3 separate regions of the Rattus norvegicus genome follow, and regions 2 and 3 are each linked to region 1. Evidence: chromatin contacts called from public Hi-C and HiChIP or PLAC-seq data. All regions are on one chromosome and are shown on one strand. The core of a region is the stretch at or near the end of the contact, and the rest is flanking DNA. Distances in the headings are between cores, read along the strand shown. Region 1 holds the start of Rasa3 (RAS p21 protein activator 3). Region 2 holds the start of Cdc16 (cell division cycle 16). Region 3 overlaps Rasa3 (RAS p21 protein activator 3).

What was found. Hi-C and Micro-C count contacts between places; a contact is called where the count stands out from the background. HiChIP or PLAC-seq counts read pairs in DNA pulled down with a chosen protein or histone mark.
Region 2: a contact with region 1 is called in an H3K27ac HiChIP or PLAC-seq map of oligodendrocytes, with 2.6 times the contacts expected there. The contact joins the promoter of Cdc16 here to the promoter of Rasa3 in region 1. A contact is called at or near these places in 3 of 12 Hi-C or Micro-C datasets (the A7r5 cell line, the Rat2 cell line and liver) and 1 of 1 datasets of contacts at active chromatin or transcription factors (oligodendrocytes).
Region 3: a contact with region 1 is called in a Hi-C map of frontal cortex, with 2.1 times the contacts expected there. The contact joins the enhancer-like site here to the promoter of Rasa3 in region 1. A contact is called at or near these places in 2 of 12 Hi-C or Micro-C datasets (frontal cortex and psoas muscle) and 1 of 1 datasets of contacts at active chromatin or transcription factors (oligodendrocytes).

Annotation. Positions count from the first base shown.
Region 1 is chr16:82,555,249-82,559,972 of GRCr8, reverse strand. It overlaps Rasa3 (RAS p21 protein activator 3), which reads right to left and starts at 2,417. Exons shown (of 24, transcript NM_031574.1): 1 at 2,350-2,417. The coding sequence starts at 2,404.
Region 2 is chr16:82,496,163-82,500,886 of GRCr8, reverse strand. Cdc16 (cell division cycle 16) reads left to right here and starts at 2,122. Exons shown (of 18, transcript NM_001024744.1): 1 at 2,122-2,287; 2 at 3,446-3,500; 3 at 3,589-3,686. The coding sequence starts at 2,240.
Region 3 is chr16:82,613,440-82,618,163 of GRCr8, reverse strand. All of the region lies in intron 2 of Rasa3 (RAS p21 protein activator 3), which reads right to left. Among named protein-coding and RNA genes, the nearest start is that of Rasa3, 58 kb to the right of the region's middle. Within about 2 kb of position 1,978, at least 40 of the 93 cell types and tissues checked have an H3K27ac peak or open chromatin away from gene starts, as enhancers often do.

The sequences.
Region 1 (4,724 bases), core at 1,168-3,667:
CTTGTGTATTCCCACCGGATGCAGCCCCCACTTCGGACTCTTGCTTTATTCAGATGGGGAAATGGCTGTGACAAGAAAGAGGTTCATCTAGGTCACCCTGGAAGTCAGCTTGCCTGGAGACAAGGCTCAGAGGAGTGTACTCTGGTGTGTGTTGGGGGGGGGGCACAGAGACAGAGACAAAAACAGAGATGGAGAATCAGGGGGAGAAAGGGTCAAATACTTCTGCCCTCAAGTCAACAACAGTGTCACAACTAGTGACACTCAGGCAGATGCAAATCATAGAGTGGTAAGACCACAAACCAGAAATGGAAAGGAAAGCCCAAGAGGTCCCACCTCCATTACTAGACTTTAAATAAGGCACACCGGGAGCCTGACCACCCAATCCACCTGGCTAGGGGTCCTGATCTTCTGATGGGATTTCCCTGGGGACCCCAGTGATATCAGACAAGCAGGGCAGCCAAGAAACACCGAACCCAAACCAGTTGTTTCCTGAGCTCCAAAAAGCCAACCCAACACACATCTGTGCTCGGACACAGAAGGCAGGCTCTATATGCAGAGCTATGCTCCCTGCATACTCCATCCAGAGAGGCATGACCATCCCTCTTGAGCAGCCCTGCAGGTAAGGACCTCTGAGAAAAATGACGAGGAAAGATAAGACAAGGAACACTTAGAGAGCCAGTGGGAGCTTGGACATCTCTACCCAACCTCACTCACTGCCACCACATCTGTACATCTGAGAGCTGCCCAGGCCCCTATTCAGTCAGAGGCAATGAAGGCTCCAATCATACCCTTATTCAACGGCACAATGGAAGAGGGACCTTAGGACTTGTCCCCTCTGCCGATCCTCTAGTGAGGACCCTAATCCGGCAGACAGATTAGACTGTTGTCTTGGACACTTTGCTTGTGATAGTCCAGAAAAGAAATCCTCTTTGTTTGACTGGAACTAAAACCCTTCCCTGTGTGCACAGCAGCCGATGCTAGGACTGAGGCAAGCACACTGTACTGAGAGGGAAAGTCTCGGACCCTTGTTACCAACTGACCTGATTCTCCCCAACAGGATTCCACAACCTCCCCAGTCCCTGAGCAAAAGGGCACAGCACCCCTGGAGCCTGGTGGACTCACTTGGTCAGAGGCTCTGGCTGAAGGAAACTGAAGCCAGCCACCCTCACACAAGTGGTCTTTGCCCGCAGAGGACAGAAAGCAGCCTCTTTCCTGACAGCAATTCCAGGCATAAAAGCCAGAGAAATCCCTCCCATGCCCTCTGCTCCAGCCCAAACACCACATGCTATCCGCAGCGCTTCTGAACCAAAGATCAAACTGTCTCGGCGATGATTCAAAAGCAAAATAAAGCGGACAGGAAGCAACACGCTGATTGCGAGTAGCTGGCATTCTTCAGACAGCATCGAATGTCATCAACAACTGACACTGGGCTGTGACTGTTGCCACCCACTAGGGGCCTTTTCACATGGGAACAGGCCAGTAATGTGGGGCGCAGTTCAGAGGGAAAAGACTACAGGGACAGTGCACTAGGACCCAGAATTCCTTCCAAGAAAATTGGCCCCTGCCCAGTGCGTTAATGGCTTGATGTGTAACGGTCACTTCAGAAAACCACTGTAAGGAAGTAGACTCACACATCACTCACAAGATTAAAAAAAAACAAACAAACAAAAACAAAAAAACAACAACTGGGAAAGACGAAATCTCCAGGTTAAAAAAAAAATCAGGAAGTTCTCTCTAGATCACTTCAGTTCCACTTCACTCCCTGCCCCCAGCATTGCTGCTGAAGTCCCGACCAGCCTAGCGCAGCCTGAATGCCAGGCCTGCCGGCCACAGCTCCCACGGCCAGTTCTCAATGAAAGGAGGGGGAGGTGCTGGTGGCTCCATCACCACGCCTGCAGCGCGCAGACACACACACACACACACACACACACACACACACACACACACACACACACGAGTCGCGCGCGTGCACGGCCTCAAAACCTGCAGCAGGGTGAAGGGGCGCCCCCTCCTTGGGAAAGAAGTTCCTGCGCACGACTGCGACGGGGACACCGGGAGACTGACATCAGTAGACCCGATCCCTCAAGTGGGAGCACCCAGACGGATTCGCGCGTGCTCGTGCATGTAAACTCAGGCGCCCGAGATCCGGAGCGGTGCTGCAGGCTCACACGCAGACAACCACGCGTGCTCGCGCATACAAACAGACGCCCCCTGATGCAGGTTCCACCTCCCCCGCAGTGCCACGGAGAACCGGGCAGTCTGGGCGGGGAAACACGAGGAGCCGGTCCAGCTGGGCCGGATACTAGGAGCAGGGGTCTGGGGAGTTGCCCACGCCACCACGGTCCTCACCAATCTTGATCCTCACGCTCTGGAAGACCCGCAGTCCCTCTTCCTCCACCGCCATGCTGCTTGTCGACCTCGCCAACGCGCGAGGACCCGGCAGCGCGGCTGCAGAAGTGGGGACAAGACAGGGAAAGGAGCCGGCAGACGGAGCCGAGCGGCGGATGCCCCCGGAGCACCGCGCGCTACGGTCCGCGCTCTGCCCGGGTGCACCGCCTCGCGCCCTTCCATTGGCAGAGCTCGGGGGCGGGGCTGTGGGCGCCTTCCTCCGCCAGAGCCCCGATCTTCATTGGCTAAGGCTCTGCATGGGGTGGGGTAGTACGACTCCGCCCACTGTCAAACACTGCACCCCATTGGTCGGGTCTGTAAGGGGCGGAGTCGGACTCTAAGGCGGGATCGGAAGGGACTTGACTTGGAGTGCCCCCGAAGCGGTCCCTGTTCAAGGCCCCCGCTGGTCTGGTCTCTCTAGATCTGGGACAAAATAAAGCCATGAGTATTGATCTGTGTTTTAACTGCCAGGTCCCGTGAGTCCGACTCGCACTTAAATTTTAAAAAGCTATATTCAAGCAAAAGGTATGAAAGGAAAAGATTTCTTCTGGTCCCAGCTTCGGCAACTGAGAAAAGTGACACCTGCCGATCGCTCAGGAAAAATCAGAAGGTGATGCTCAGTCAAAGTGAGGTTCAAGTGACCCTGTGCCCAGCAGGCAGTCCCTGCTTGCCCTGTGGTGTACTTGAGCAATCTCCACGGGACCCTAGAATTTAGCATTCCAGGACCATCAAACCTGGTGCTTACTGGCAATTTGATTGGTGTGTGGAAAGAATACAGTGCTTCTGGGAGGTCTGAAAACCGAAATGGCATCGGCTGTGGAGTCGGGAGGCTAGATCATTGATACACCGTCTGAAAGGAGGGTGTAACACAAAAGCTCCTTGGTGCTGTCTGGTATCTCTCTCACCAGCAACCAGAGAACAGAAATACAGTGGATAGGTCAGCGTGCCCAGAAAGGTGCTGGAATTCCAGAGGCGCTGAATTAAAACCCTCCAGAAGCTGCTGTGTCATAGTCAGGCTCTGACTGGGAAGAGAGGGAGCCCCTCTAGGTTAACATATCAAAAAGCCTGAATTGCTGGCTCAGGAATTCAGCTCAGTGGTAGAGAACTTGGGTAGCAGGCACATGGCTGGACAGGTATGGAGTAGGGGGGCAGATGATACAAAATGACCAAAAGACTGCTTTAGCCCGGCTGCTGTCTTGAGATAAAGCTCCAGGAGCAAAACCAACTTGGAAAAAAAATGAATAAAAAGCCAGGAGGTGTTGGCATACACCTTTGTTCCCAGTGCAGGAGGCAGAGGCAGGCAGATCTCTGGGTTCAAGACCAGCCAGATCTACAGAGTAAGTTCCAAGACAGCCAGAAGTACACAGAAAACCCCTGTAGTAAACACACACACACACACACACACACACACACACACACACACACACAAAGACTTGGGGAGGAATTGGTTTATTTTCATCGGAGTTCATCATCAAGTCAGGGCAGGAACCTGGAGCGAGAACTGAAGCAGAAGCCACTGAGGAGTGCTGCTTACTGCCTTGTTTGTCTATTGGCTTGAGCAGCCTTCTTCCTCACCCAACTCAAGACTGGCACTTCGCACAGTAAGCTGGGTCTTCCCATATCAACCACCAGCGTCCTACGACCAGGAAATGCCCTACAGACTTTTCTACAGGAAATGTAATAGAACATTTGAGAACTTTCTCAATTGAGTTTCCTCTTCCCAGATAACCCTAGTTTGGGTCAAACTCACACGCATGCATACACTCATGCACACACACAAAACAAGGGGGGAGGGGAAGCCAAGAAAAACCTGAATTCCAGACTCCTCTGAATCAGTGGTCTTATTTCTCTGAATAAAACAGAGGGCTCTGTGCCTGAAACCTTGAGACCTCTATAGAATCCCACATAGCTGTTTGGACTTACTGGTCCCTTCCCTTGACCACATCAGCACTGCTTACCGCATGAGCACCGCTGCTTGGAGCCAGGCCTGAATGAAGGAGACAGGTGACCAGCAGACCTTCCAAGCCACTGAGTATGAGCTTCCAGAGGTAAGGCGAGACAGATCTAGATCTGAAGGACATGGAGCAGAGCAACTTGTTGAAATTTCGTTGACATCTACAGTAGGACCCAGCGCCCTAGCTAATACCCCGTGATCCTGGGACAGCCTGTTTTGAAGCTTTTAAAGACCGTAACACCACATTCAGTGAAGTAAGGCTGCCAAGCTGTCACAGCAGACAGCAGACAAGAGTGCTGAATCCTCAGAGAAGTGGGGAAGGCACACTCTGAGGCCACGCTGGCGATGCTCTGTTACAAGTCGCAAGGGTTAAAGACACAGT
Region 2 (4,724 bases), core at 873-3,372, 59 kb after region 1:
AGGTCTATATGCCTGGGATCTATATTCAGCCAGCTGGAGACCCAGGAGAACCATGACAATTAATCTTGGCTGTCAACTGGTCTGAACTGGTCCCCACAGAAACAGAGCTCTTCGTTTGTCTGTGAAAACATTCCCAGAAAGATTTGACTGAAGAAGGAAGACTCATCCTGAATGTGGGTGGAATTGTCCTGTAGACCGGAGTCTCAGACTGAATCAGAGAGGAAAGTACTAGAATGGAGCACCAGCATCCATTTATCCCTCTGCTTCCTGGCTGTAGATCTAAAGTGACTAGCTATCTCCCACCCTTGCCTCTGTGCCTCCCCTGCCATGACAGATAACGTCTCCTCAAAGTATAAGCTAACGTATACCATTTCCTCCCTTACGTTGCCTCTTATCTAGTCGTGGTGAGAAGAAACATGATTAGTACAGGGCTAGATATAAGTTTCAGCCTGAGCGCAGGCTGGATCCACAGCAAGGAGACACTGACATCCCATCTCGAATGGCCAGGCAGAGACTGAATTTCTGCCATTTAGTCTTTTAACAGGTTGGATGTAGAGGTCCATCCACACGGGGAAGGGTCTCTGCTTTACTCTGCTGGTTCAAAATTAATCACATCCAGAAACACCTTCCCAAATAAACGTAGAGTATTGCTTTGCCAAATTCCTGAGCACCCAGGGCCCAGTCCTTGAGCATCCTCAGGCAAGAGATAAAGGTTCCTTTGAATTACAACATAGTTCAGCCTACTTCGTTGCATGTGACAAGAAACTTTCAGGCATTGTTGACACTGGGGCACAAAGCTCACCTTTGAGAAATGCACAATTGCATTACAAACAAAACAAACCACATACAAACTTCATAATTTTTTTTGGTTCTTTTTTTTCGGAGCTGGGGACCGAACCCAGGGCCTTGCGCTTCCTAGGCAAGCGCTCTACCACTGAGCTAAATCCCCAGCCCCATAATGTTTTAAGAAAGGTTATACCATTCTGTTGGGCCACATTTGTAGCTCTGCTTGGTTGCATGGAACCCACCACCACCAGTTGGAGAACGCTATAAAACATTACAAAGAACAAGGAGCTTCAGATGAGGAACAGTGTTTAAAGTATTCCCGTGAGCAAACAAATGAACATTGTATCTCTCACTCTTTTGTGGAAAAGGAGATACATTTGAAATTAGGCTCACATACAAAGTACAGAAAGGAAACAGAAGGTATGCGAGGTAGGATATGTTGTGGTCATTGTATCTGGGAACTCCATAACATTGTTGGAGGCTTTACAGAAAGATGACTTATGGGAAACTCAGACAATTCAGGGAGATACACCACAGACAGGAAAGGCAGATGGAGCACCTTAATATTCTGTAAGCGTACACTTGTACTTCGTACTGTAGAAAAGAATCTACAGTGCATATTGCGAATAGCTCAGCGTGTACACACTGGTAATGGTTTGTTTGTTCCAAGTGTATCTACTGGAAGAATGAAGGTCTTGGCAGCCTTGGGACGATGCAAAGCCAGCTGCACAGAAAGATAACAAGGAAGAAGTGCAGGATGCATACGGAGACACACACCAACATAACCTCAGGAGTAAGGCTGACCACTTATCAGAAAGGCAATATTATACTTTGGAATGACTGTCTTTGTTTACTCTTTTTTATAGCTTTCTTGGCTGGAGGTGAGATAAAAAGAACAGAGTGTTAGAATGTTAATCCACTACTTTCCCAGATAACTGTCTCTGATGTTTACCATCTGTGGTGACAGCACAAATTTTCTTTATAAAATGATTCTATTCACAAAGTGAATGGAAACATCTGTAAATATGGTCAACTATACCTGGCCACATACCCACCTCAAGTCAATGAGTACGGTTGGATCACCACCGTGTGTGTGTGTGTGTGTGTGTGTGTGTGTGTGTGTGTGTGTGTGTGTGTGTGTGTGTGTGTGTGTGTGTGTGTGTGTGTGTGTGTGCGCGCGCCTCTCAGGACTGCAGAGAGAAAAATTCAGTCTCAAAAATAACAAGGGGTGGGGAGGTAGTGGCACCCAGATTGCCACGGAACCAATAGAGTGGGCACACACCCGAGGGGACGCTTTTGCAGGGGACTTCCGGGGTAGGGCCTATCAGAGCGGAAGTGCCGTGTGGCGCGCGGGGTCTGATCCGGGTGGTGGTCGGCGGGCTTGGGTCCATCGACACCCGGGGGCGCGCGGAGGCTCGAGGGGGTGTCGGGTGCCTGACCTGGCCTCGCGGCCATGAACCTGGAGCCGCTGCGCAAACGCGTCCGGCAGTACCTGGACCAGGTGCGCGGCGGGTGGCCGGACGCTGGGCTTCGGGGCGGTGGGGCCTGGCGGGGAGCGCGCAGCTGATCGCTCAGATCCTGCTTGAACTGTGGAAGCGGGGTTGGGGTTAGGAGGGTTGCATTGTGGCCTTGGAATCTGGCTGGGCCGTGGGATGTTTGAGAGGATTTAGTTGGGGATCTTATTTGACAGAATACTTGTGAATACAGACAAGCGCTCTCCAATTAGGACTTGAAACAATACCTAATGCTCTATGTTCAGCCTCCACACTTCCCTCGAGTGGACAGCAGGGAGTGTTTAAGGGAAGGTGTGTCTCTGGGGGGGGGGGTCCACGTCATTGTGATGTCATTTGGCCTTTGCTAAAATGCTTGCTCTCCCGATAAATGGGAAACGGAATAGATGCTAAGTGATTGACCCAAATGTTTGCAGCACGTTGCTGGAAGGCAGAGTGTTAACAGGCAGTCGGTTTTGTGATTATTTTCTTTGGCACTGAAATGTAGAGGACAATGTGGGCCTCTTCTCCACTCTGGGGGCATCTGTTCTGAGCAGATTCTTGGGTCCTTAAGGCTTTCTCCTGGCCACCCATTCGGCAAGCCTGTTCTGAATGTATCCTGGGGAACTGAGGCCGAGGCAGTAAGAGCCGGGAATCAGCACCACCAGGACAAATTCATGAGTGTCTGTCTGCTGTCAGATTGTTTTGGTAGAGTTGACTATAGGGGGCGACTTTGCCCATGATCGGTGACTGTTAATATGTTGTGGTTTTAATTTGAAATATTTGGATCTAGTGCTCTACTAAATTCTACTTTGGACTTCATTTGAACTCGTGGACAGTGTTATTACATAAATGTCAGGACCAGAAGTTCTAGATGACTGCACTGTCATCTCTTATCTACTGTTTTAGATACTAGCTGATACCTTTTTGGTAGTGTGTGAGTTAAACTGCTATCTTGAATTGTATCTATGAAGTTCTTACAGTTATGAACTAAAACTCCCGAACTAGTTGAGTTGTAAAATACAGATGATTGGTGAGCCCCATGCAACATCTAAGGAGGTATTGTAGTGAGCTGTTGATTTGGTGTATGGGTTTATATTATATTAGTAGACATGTGTCAGAACTGTGGGGGCAACGGTAGTCACCCTGTGTTTACTTTTTATATGCAGCAACAGTATCAAAGTGCTCTGTTTTGGGCAGACAAGGTAGCTTCACTCTCTCATGGTGAGTGATACGCAATTTATTTCCCCTAATTAATCTTTAGAAATCTCCCCCATGAGCCTCTGACCACTTGTGTAATTTTGCCCCTCAGAGGAACCCCAGGATGTTTATTGGTTGGCTCAGTGTCTTTACCTCACAGCACAGTACCACAGAGCAGCCCATGCACTCCGGTCACGCAAGCTGGACAAAGTAAGTACTGTGTGAACTTCGGTTCTCCCGCAGTCCAAAATGGCATTAGGTTCTTACTAAGTTAACATTTTAAAGAAATTTTAAAATTTCAAATTTTTTATTTTTATGTGAAAAAAATGGTTTATTGGTTGGTTTGGGTTTTTTTTGGGGGGGGAGGTGTGGAGAAGGTTTCTCTATGTAACAGGCCTGGTTGTCCTCGAATTCACTTTGTAGATCAGTCTGGCTCAAACTCACATATATACATACCCCTACCTCTACCTCATGCTGGGATCAAAGGTGTGGCCCACCACACCTGGCTAAGAGATTTTTTTTTTAAATGTGTTTGTGTGTGTGCTGCATGAGTGTGGGTGTCTCCAGAAACCAGAAGACCACATTGCGTTCCTGGGAACTGAAGTTCCAGGCACTGTGAGCTGCCCCATGTGGGAGTAAACGTGTGTCCTTTAGAAGAGCAGCAGGCACTCTTAACTGCTGGGCCATCTCTTCAGCCCAAGAGAAAAGCGCTCACGCCAAATCCCAGTCTTTTATTTCCCCTCTCTTGCCCGCCTGTCTAATGTCTAGGTTCTCATTGTTGTGTTTCTGCTTTGCTATGGTTTAAAAGTTTGCTTTTTAATATTATGCTGGTTTATACAGCATGTGCATCTCTCTCCCTCCCTCTCCCTCTCTCTCCTCTGTGTGTGTGTGTGTGTGTGTGTGTGTGTGTGTGTGTGTGTGTGTGTGTGTGGTGTGGTGTGTATGTATCACCTGAACCATCTGAGGGAGTGTGTCCTCTCCCATCATGTGGGTCTCTGGGGACCAGACTCTGGCCCTCAGTACCTTTCGCTCCTAAGCTGGCTTTCAGTCCAGTTTACTTGTTTTGAGATCAGGTCTCATTGTTTTTCTTAGTCTGGTTTCCAATTCTTGGGATCAGGGCAACTCTCCTGTCTCAGCCTCCTGTGTGCTGGGATTACAGGCACATAACTTCCCCTAAGCCCTCAGTGCCTTTAACATGTTTTTGATGGATACGGGCGAAAAAGACTTGGGCTTTTTAAAAAAAAAAAA
Region 3 (4,724 bases), core at 729-3,228, 59 kb before region 1:
TGGAGATGGCTGGACACACCTCAGAAGCCATGGAGTTATGATTTTAAACAGCTAAATGATATGAACTGTCAATTATATATTTCAATAAAGCTACTTTTAGAACAAAAATATAGTCAGATGTCAGAAAGCTGGAAGCTAGAATTAACATCCTGGGGTAAGCCCTCCTAGAACACATTGCCTTAAATATATACGGACCAAGAAAAAAAAAAAAAAAAAAGGAAACGGTTACAGATGGGTTTTAAGGGGAAAGTGGGAACTCCGTACACATTCTGACACAGTCTGCTTTTCCTTAGCACCGTGCCAAAGCACCAGTCACTTTCAGGAGAAGCAAACATACCACCAGGGGCCAAGTGTCCCCAGCCATCAACACAACCTCCAGATTCCCTTACCGTTAGCTTTTCTCAACTTTCGCAGCTGGAAACAGTGTCACAGTGAACAGTCAGTGGATCTGCATGGCCCCTGTCTGTCCCCACAGAACCATTCTGAAGCGGGATTGTTGGTGCGGAACGCTCTTAGGCTCTGGGGGCCGAGCGTAAGAGGGCTCACACCTCCCAAAGCCAGCTCACCCCAACACGGTGAAGAGTTCACTCGAACACGAGTGTGACTCTGATCTTGTGCGTATTCATCTCCAAACACCAAAAATAAATCTGCCCAATTGATAGCAGTCAAAAAAAAAAAAAATGAAGGAACTATTTAATTGAAAATGTTTAAGTTACAGATGTGTTCAAGATGTTTCCATACATTTGTGAGCTTCTAAAAATTTCTCCTAGTGACTTTGGCCTGCTTTCCGCCAGTATCTTCTCTCTCCGGATATTGATCCACTAGGAACATTTGAATCTGTGTTCCAACAATTTACAGCACGTGAGAAACCGTTTCTAAAGGAAATGCACCCCACATCTGGGGACAACTTTCTTACCAGTGGCTGACTTGAGACCCTCACCCCCAGCTCTGAACAGCTTCAAGGCCTCTTATGTCCTGAGCTATGGCTGCCCCAACTGTAATTACATAGTGCCTGTGACGGAGACCTGTGGGGGTGTCCAGCAAGGACACCCAGGCTGTGGCAAGTTGCATGCCAACTTTCCTCCTGGGTCAGAGTTAAGGACCAGGCTAGAAGCAGGAAGAACTAGGCATGCAGGACCTCAACACCCTGTGCACTGGGTTTTCTCATCAATGGCAGTCAGCTTGTGTCCCTTCCTGGGCATCAGAGTTTAAAACATATTTTCAAAAGAAAAAGGAAGCAGGCTAAACACGGGGAGGGACACTCTCCTACCACCCCCTCCCAGGGCCTCCCTGTGGACAAAGCCTCCTTTCTGTGGCCCTCAAAGGGGCCCACAGTGAGAATGCTTCCCTTCCCAGGCACTGCTTAGCCACGGTTGTGTCCACACAGGCCGCCTTTGTCCAGGCCGCAGCCAGTGGCAGGAGAGGCATGGACTGTAAGCCAGGAAGCCCCCATTCCAGCCCAAGGGCTCCAGAAACCTCTTTCCCAATAAAGAAAAGACCCACAGGCAAGGGCTGGGCCCCTCTCTCTTCTTTGCTGTTTGACAAGAAGAAATTAATCTAGCCAACAACTTCTGCCTTGAGGCCACCGGAATGACAGACAGACACATTGTCTTTTACCTCATCGAAAAAAGGGTGAAGCCAGAGGCTCAAAGGAGTTTCACAGAATCAAGAAACTTTCATTAAGAAAAAGAAAAGTGGACAAGGGGCCATTATCACTCTGTGCTCTGGCAGGAACCCTCTGAAAACCTCCTCTCTCTAATCTCTCCTTCCCTGCTTCTCCGCCCACCCCTCCTCCTGAGCCCTCTGAATCTTTTCTCTCACAGTCCCTCCAACCTCCCCGCCCCCCACCACCCATAGGACCGGGCACAGGGCTCACATAAGCCTCCCTCGCCTGGGACCTGCAGAGAAACCACCAAGTCCTCCTTGAGTCATTTCCCGACATCTATGCTGCCCCACCCCATCCCAGCTGTTTGCTGCTTGCCGTGTGCACCTCGTGACAAGCGACACTGGTCATGTGAAATGATAGAGCGTCGTCCCCAGTGTTCTCCCTGGAGCGAGTTCCTGGACCTATTTCCCAACCTCAGATGGGGATCTTGGGATGGGGACTTGAGAGGAGGACTATGGAGAAGAACAAAGGAATCTGGGTGGGTCTCATCATGCCTGGTCTTTGTGCCCCAATCTAAGGAGGCTGGGACAAGGCCAATCTCCAAGAGGACCTAGGGCAGAAGCCATGTGACTCTCAGGCTCTAAGACAGCTGGTAGCCTCATGGACTGGAAACAGTGCTCTATGAAGACTCCTGCCTGTTTCTCAATGGCTGAACATTCTGCTATGAAATAGGCACTGGGCTAATCACTAATTAAAAGCTAGATTAAACTTTCATTAGAGTCAATGGTATATCAAATGTCCCCAGCTACAGGGCACAGAAGGGTCCTGTGAGGGCAGCAGTCAGTTCCAGAAAGACCTCAGGTAACAGAGGGGCTCAGGCCTGAGGGAAGCCTCTCGCTTTCCCCCAAATCTGATGCTTAAGTCCCCTGGATTGGGATTCTGAAGCCTCCTAAGGGCTCGCATAGTATGTGACAGGATGATAGGGCCGTCCAGATTTAACCACTGGTGCTGAGCCTGTCCCACTGGGGACCTGCTATCAGAGCATTTCAAAGAGGAAGGGGAGCACCAGAGACAGGACCCTGACCAGGATGCCATCCAGTAAGAAATGGAAAAACTTCACTGGGGGTCCTCACACCATTCACACATCTGCAGAGGAGCCTGGGAACAGAGTGACCCTGAGGTCAGATCATGGTGCTTCTATACCAGGCTAACTTCCTGCCTGGTGCCCCGTATGTCACAGCCCAACACCCCAGGGTTTTGGCAGGAAGCCTGCAGGGCGCTGGCTGCAGGGGACCTACGTGTAGTTAAGACACAGGCTGGGATTGCTTATCTTGAAAACTCTGGCTCACAGATCTGCAAATTTTCAAACTAAACACAGACCTGGTGAGAAGAACAGATGGGGTAGCTCACGACTCACGGCGTGAGGCTGGGGGATGAGAAATGTGAGCTGGGTCCCTGCCTGGACCTGTCTTCTAGGACTAGGAAGCACCTGTCATCTGTGTCACCTGGAGTCTTGGACATCGGGCAGGTATTGGGATAATCCAAGCCTCTGGTTCCTATATCTCTTTTCTCTTAGCCTCCCCTTGTGCCCTCATGAGCCACAAGTCCATTGGAACGTGACACTGCCACAAGATTACTAGGAAAACCCACAAAGCCAGACACCAGGCCAGCCATGGGACTGGAATGTTTCAAGCCCATGTCATAGGGAGCAGGCAAGGGCATAGGAGGAAACTGCAGTCTTTAAAGAGGCATTCGACAGTTCTCCACAGGGGTGCCCAGGACAGAGAAAGAGGGTCAGTGTTGGGCCCACCTCTCCAGAGTTTCTCCCTGCAGCTTCCTGGGGACCAGGAGGTACCCATCAGTGACACATGCCGAGAAGCCCCAACTTGGCTGGGATCACTAGAAAGATAAGTGTGGAAGCTGCTTAGAGAGCCTGTGACATAGAAACGAACTGATGTTTCCAGCCAGCTGTTGTCACAGTACAGAAGGAATCCCACGTTGACACAGGAGTGTACCTGGCTAGGAAAGAATGCCCACGGGACTTGGGGACAAGTGAGTCAAGGGCGTTGTAGTTGAATGAGGGCTAAAACAAGGGATCGGGAGTAGGGGCCTTGGTGGTCACACACACATGGGAATATACAGTGGCTTTCTGAGTTGTTAAAGGACCACCCTGGACCTGGAGAAGTCCCTGGGGTCATTATAAATGCAGGGAATTCTTAGGCTCTGTCCAAAAGACCCAGGAACTTCCAAGTGGGGCAGACCCTTGGAGAGACAGCACAGCCAAATGGTAAAATTGTGGAAAGGTACCAACCCTCTCATGGCTCCCACAAGCCACTGGCTTTCAGTGAGATACCTCAGACCCAAACCATTCCGAGATTAAGGAAACAGAAGCTTCCTTAACGCAGGATCGTCTAAGATGTCTTTATGTGCAAAACTCGTCTCCAGAACCCAGAAGGGAGAAGACACAGAGGGAGACGGCACAGCAGGCAAAGGCCTTTCTACACCAGATGCAGCCCTGCCTCCCGCTCTTGATACATTAGCCTCTTGCACCAGAGCCATAAACTACAAGAGTCTCCATGAGCATCTGTTTGAGATGGATTAGAAGGTATGGTTTCATCAGAGGAAGTGTGTCGGTAGGCTTTGAGGTTTCAAAAGTCAGTCAATCTCTCTCTCTCTCTCTCTCTCTCTCTCTCTCTCTCTCCCTCTCTCTCTCTCCCCCCTCTCTCTCCCTTTCTCTCTCTCCCCCTTTCTCTCTCTCCCTCTCTCTCTCCCCCTTTCTCTCTCTCCCTTTCTCTCTCTCCCCCTTTCTCTCTCTCTCTCTCTCTCTCTCTCTCTCTCTCTCTTTCTCCCTCTCTCTCTCTCTCTCTCTTTCTCATCTTCTCATGGCTGTGAATTGAGTTCTGTGTGGCTCTGCATTGAGTCCAGGCTCACACGAGGTGGATGTGGGTTCTGAGGGCCTCTCCCCGGGAGCCGTGCCCGGCTCCTGCAGCTCTCACCAGCTCTGCCAGGCCGTGTGTGTGTGTGTGTGTGTGTGTGTGTGTGTGTGTGTGTGTGTGTGTGTGTGTGTGTGCAGCCAGAACACGCTTCCACGCTTTCCAGTTCAGACTTGCAGTTGTGT